2 separate regions of the Oryctolagus cuniculus genome follow, and region 1 is linked to region 2. Evidence: chromatin contacts called from public Micro-C data. All regions are on one chromosome and are shown on one strand. Each heading gives the region's core, a stretch centred on a gene start, on an enhancer-like site or on the middle of the called end of the contact. The rest is flanking DNA. Distances are from core to core; before and after follow the strand shown. Region 1 holds the start of ANKRD42 (ankyrin repeat domain 42). Region 2 holds the start of DDIAS (DNA damage induced apoptosis suppressor).

Region 1 (2,700 bases), core at 196-2,695, 240 kb before region 2:
TGGAAAATGCAATAAAGTCTGTATGTTATGAATGCCTACACTCTGTTCCCTGTCTTCATATTTATACAGTACATGTGCAGTCGAGTGTTTCAATGTTACATATTTGATTTTGAATACATATTAAACTTCTCTTCACTGGAAAAAAAAAAAAGCAGCAGCCTCAGAGGAATGGTGCGGATGAAAAGAGGGGGAAAGCTGAGCTCACGGAGGATAGAGGACTGGTGTGCAGCTCCGGGACACACTGAAAACAAATACAGGGGAGGAAAGGGAGGAGCGACAGCTGAGAACACGGTGTGCCAGACAGGACCGTGGCTGATGGGGCCGAAGTCAGAGAAGGAGTGCGACACAGACCAGGGCAACACAACGGTCCGACTCACAGGAGCCTGCAGTCTCCCGCGCAGAAGCAGAAGCAGAAGGGCCTGAGCTGGCCGCCGTGGGCATGGTGCAACTCCTCGGACTCTGGGGCGGGGTGGAGTCCAGGCCCCTGCTGCTGCGGCGGTCCTCACTGGCTCTCACCCACGACGCACTGCGCTGCGAGCGGCCGTCCCCTTCGGAATCGCTAGCGCGGGCGCCGCCGTCTTCCCCTGTTCTCTCCCAAGAGCCCCTGGTGCGGGAGCCTTCGTCCTCACTTTCTCTCTCCCAGAAGCCACTGAGGCGGCGGCTGGCGTCCTCGCTGACGGTCACCCCGGAGGAGTCGCTGGCCGCGTAGCCGCGGTCTTCACTTACTCCATCCCAAGAGCTACTGAGGCTGTGGCTGCCGTCGACACTGCCTCCCTCCCAGGAGCCGCTGAGGCTGCGGGTGCGGTGCTCACTGACTTTCTGCCGGGAGTCGCCGGTCCGGGAACTCCGGACTTCACCGATTCTCTCCCAGCCACCAACTGGACGGGGGCCGCGATCTTCTCTGACTGTTTCCCCGGAGTCGCTACTTTGGTGGCCGCCAGGTTCACTAAAATTCACGTCGCTGCTGCGGAAGCCCCGGTCTCCCCTCACTCTCTCCCGCGAGCTGCTGGGACGGCGGAGGCCATCTCCCCGCACTCTCTCGCGAGAGACACTGCGGCGGTGGCCTAGGTCTTCGCTCACCCTTCTCGAGTCCCTGCGGGAGAAGCCCACGTCCTCACTTACTCTCCCCGTGGAGCCCCGGGAGCGGCAGTCCTTGTCTTCGCGTTTTCTTTCCCCGCTGTCGCTGCGGGAGCCCTGGTCTTCTCTAAGTCTTTCTTGAGACTCGGCGCCGCGACGGCCCTGGGGACGATTTATCTTCCAAACCTGGTGGCTAGTGCGGCGGCCGCCATCTTCGCACACTGCTCCCCGCGAATCGCTGTCGCGGCGGCCGCCGTCGGCGGGTACCCTCTCCTCCGGGTCGCTTTCCAGCGTCCCGACTCCGGCTGCCTGGAGCCGTCGCCTGGGAAACGAGTAAACTTCCGGCGTGCTGCTGTCATTTCCAGGTCCTCACAGCTTCACGTCACTTCCGGCTTCCTTTCACTTTTTTTTTTTTTTTTTTCCCTCCCCCCAAGGCTTTGCCTCTGGAGGAGTCGGGTGCTAGTGCGGCCTGGTTTTCGGTGAGTTTCTGCTTCGGTTCGCACGAGCCTGTCTAGGCCTGCCTGTGGACCGGACTGTCATCGATCGCGCCCTCCATCCTTCAGCGACCCAAGTGAGCCACACGACTGCAGTGTGCATAGGTGATCTGTGCGGCGCGCGCCGGGCGGGGCCTTTTCGTCCTTGGCAAACCTGATATGCTTCCGCGCTGGTTGGAAGAAAATCTGTTCCTGCCCTGTCCTTCCACGAGAATGGGAAGACCACCGGGGAAGTTAGCAGTTGCAGCCGCTGTCATTATTGAGTACTTATATTACCAAGCTGTTTGATAATCGCTGCTTAGGTGTTATCCCCATTTCACAGGTGAGGAGACTGAAGATAGCAGTAATTTTCCAAGGCCAAACAGCAGGTAAGTTGTAAAGTCAGTATGAGTCCAGATCGCTCCCGGTCTCCTGATTTCAGGTCTTTAACGTGCAAGGTCTACGTTTCAGCTTAGTCCAAATCTTTCCTTCTGACTCCTTTACTTAACATGTATTGTTCCATTCACTGTTTGCAGCAAACATGGGTCAGGTTTTATGCTAACAACTGAGAATACAGAAATCAGAATTCTCTGCCCTCCAGAGCCATCACCCACCTTGACTTCCTGCTCATCAGGTTTTTACGCTTATTTCCTGACCACACTTCTTTCTCCCTCAGGAAAGATATGCTGGGATCCTTGAAACATAGTCTGTGCCTAGCGTATGCTGTTTTTCCTGCCAGGAAGCTACCCAGCCTTCCCCTCAGTTTGATTCCATGAACACATTTGGAAAATTCCCCTGATCTACTTCTCATGAGGTACAGAAAATTGACTTTAACTCCCATAGCCTTTTATAATAACTGTATTTATTTAGTTCCTGTGCTCAATCTGGCGCTGTCCTAAATGCTGTTTAGTTTTTTTTTTTTTTTTTAACCTTTTATAACTTGCCAGAATAGGCATTTCTCTTCCTTTCTACAGACAGAAAAATTGATACAATTTCCTGAAGATACACAGCTAGTGAGTAGTAAATACCTGAATTAGGATTCCAAGGTAGGTATTTGATTCTTCTGCACATGCTCCTCAAAGTTTGAATTCCCACAGCCTTTATTAGATCATTTATCACACTTTATAGTAATTACCTAGTTAACAGTCGA
Region 2 (2,770 bases), core at 75-2,574:
GTGCTTGGGCCCACTGCACCTATGTGGGAGATCTGGAGGAGGCTCCTGGCTCCCGTCTGGCCCTTGTGGCCATTTGGGGAGTGAACCAGCGGATGGAAGATCTCTCTGTCTCTACCTCTCTCTAATTCTGCCTTTCAAATAAATATATAAAATAAATCTCTAAAAAAAAAAAAAAAACAACCAAACAAAAAACCCTGCATTTTCTCAGTCTGGCAGTGTGGAGTCTGGATTGGAAAGCAGCAACACTGAAAGCAGGAAAACCAGCTGGGAGTCTCTTTCACAGTTACATAGCAGTTATAGGGTTGATCCAAAGTAATGTCAGTGAAAGCGGAGACAAATAAACGGAGCTGAGCTATTCAAGGGACTGGTATGCTTGCTTGGATGTGAGAAGAGGAAGGATCTAGGAAACTTTCCAGTTTTTAGTTTGAGCATATGGGTAGGTTAAGCATTACTATAATCCCTGTGGACCATCAAAGCAGTTTGGGAAAGACCCCTTTTCAGTACGTACTACCCTGCACAGTAGGCAGCTGAAAACGTAAGCGAGAGTCGTCCCCTTTCCTATTTCCGGTTCTAGAACCCCCCCCCCCCCCCCCCCCCGTCACTAGCTCCACGGCACAACACGGTAAATGGTTTGCAAACGTTCGCGGAGTGACCTTAAAAGCACTGAGTGTAAAATAAAATGATGGACCTTTTAACTCCTCCACACGCACGTCCGCTCCTTTACAGAGAAATGAAGTCCTGAAGCAAACAAAATGCAGGGCTCAGAGTTTCACTCACAACAACGTAGAGGGCCTCGGTAGCAATCCCTGGCCATTGTTCTCCCCAAAAACCTCCTTCCCAGCTCCTCACCTGAGGCACAGGACTGGGGGACCAGCCCAGGCAACGCTCCGCGAACTACCGGAATCCACAGCTCCCCGGGCGCCCTCCAATCAAATCTCCCGCGCTCCCTTCCGCCGGAAGTGACGTTCGGGCCGTGGTTCCTGAGAGCCAATCACGAGAGGCGCCGCAAGGAGGGGCGCTAAGCCGCCAAATTCCGCGAGCATAGTGAAATAACTTTTCGTGTGAAACTAGGGTGGAGGCATGTTTGAGGGGATTTCTTTCCCGCCTGATGGAGCAGTACTACTACGTAAAGCCGACTTGGAGGCAGAGCGGAGGCAGCTGGGCGAGGAGGTCCCGGGGAGGCGTGGCAGCGGGTGGCACTGCCTTGGGGGCTGTCCGGCGGGTTGACTGGAAGAGAATAGAGTTGGCTGAGTCGGGAGGACTGAGGGCGGCGCTGTCTGAGGCGGGTGGCAGGACGGGGGGCGGAGGGACGAAAGGAGTGGCAGTGACAGGGAGAGAGCTGGGCCCTCGAGTGAGTTAGCAGGTTCCGGGAACAGAAAGGAGGCGTCACCAGGAAGAAGAGTCGCAAACTGGGCGGGATTCGGGCCAAGTGGGCTCTGAGCGACCTTCCTAAGGGGCGGGTTGAGCGGGCAGCTGGGAGGGGTTGGTGCACCAGAACACCGGTACCACGGGAGGCGACAGAATGGAGGTTAGCTGCGAGGCGCGCGACCTTTGGAGCCGGACGGAGGGGGCTGCCAAGCCCCGCTCCCCTGTCCGCTCTCTGAGTGACCCAGTACAAGTCCCTACACCTCCCTGAGACCCAGTTTCCTTGTCTGTGAATGACAGAACGATCGTGCAGGAAGCGCAGATGGTTGAATTCGGTGACATGGTATGCGCGCTGTCATGTTTACTTTTGGACGGGCATGTAGTGAACAGTCAATGTTGTCATAGTAGCTATTATTACCATGAGGGATTTGCCGAGGGCAGGGTGGTACCGCAACGGACTTGCAGTGCCCAGGGTAGGGTTCGGGGGTGAGAGTAAAGGTAGGGGTGTAAAGTGATGTTCTGTAACTTGGGTTTTAACTTGCCCGGCGCTATAGACAAAGATGGGATACGGCCAGGGCAGACTCGGGGTGTGACCGCAATGAAGGTGCGCTCAGGTGAAGGGATGGCTCGTGAGGGAAGTGGAGTGGAAGCAGCGCCCTAGGACACAGGGGGCGGCGTGGTTGAGGGGCTGGCTGGCTTTGGGTCTGCCGGGGGAGGAGCCGGTATGCAGTAGGCGGAGCTGTGGGCTGTGCCGGGCTGGGACGGCGCGGTTCTGCGTGTCGCCCTTTCACACTGCAGCCGGCAGCCTGAGCCATGGGCCGCGGAGCCCTCTTGCTGCTGCTCTTGGCTCTTCTGGCGCCTGGAGCCGCCGTAATCCTCCGGCCAGCCCTAAGGACTCTTGGCAGCCTACATTTGCCAACCAATCCCACGTCCCGCCCTGCTCTAGCCAACAACTACTCAATTCTCTACTTCGAGCAGAAGGTAAGAGCCAGGGGAAGAGGAGGGAGGTTCGCCGTCCCAGGCCCAACCGCCAGGACTCCAGCCCCACAGAGCCCGGGCAACCCAGCCTACTCCCGTTCGGATCTTCTACTACCTAGGACCTATCCGGTCTTTGATTCACACTTTCCCAGTGGGGGCTCCATTTCCCAGTGCTATTTAAAATTTCTCCTACCATTATCAATAATTCTCTTGATTCAGGCTCATCTGTAATTGGCTACAACCATCACTTAAACAACTCCTGCTCCCATATAAATTCTCTTGGTTTTCCTCCACATTCAAATTATTGAATCACAACTCTGGCCCCTAGTCTGTGGTGACAGGCATTCTTTGCCTCACAAGCAGTCCCTAAATACACATTTTCATATCTTTACCTATTAGGTATTGTAGAATATTTATCCAGTCTAAA

The links. A called contact is a pair of places that touch in the nucleus more often than the background predicts.
Region 1: a Micro-C map of ear pinna shows a contact between it and region 2, with 5 times the contacts expected there. The contact joins the promoter of ANKRD42 here to the promoter of DDIAS in region 2. A contact is called at or near these places in 3 of 6 Hi-C or Micro-C datasets (ear pinna, psoas muscle and an unstated tissue).

The regions. Positions count from the first base shown.
Region 1 is chr1:74,193,503-74,196,202 of mOryCun1.1, reverse strand. ANKRD42 (ankyrin repeat domain 42) reads right to left here and starts at 1,445. Exons shown (of 11, transcript XM_070076221.1): 1 at 378-1,445. The coding sequence starts at 441.
Region 2 is chr1:73,952,986-73,955,755 of mOryCun1.1, reverse strand. DDIAS (DNA damage induced apoptosis suppressor) reads right to left here and starts at 1,324. Exons shown (of 5, transcript XM_008263336.4): 1 at 850-1,324. It overlaps PRCP (prolylcarboxypeptidase), which reads left to right and starts at 1,380. Exons shown (of 9, transcript XM_017344368.3): 1 at 1,380-1,708. The coding sequence starts at 1,688.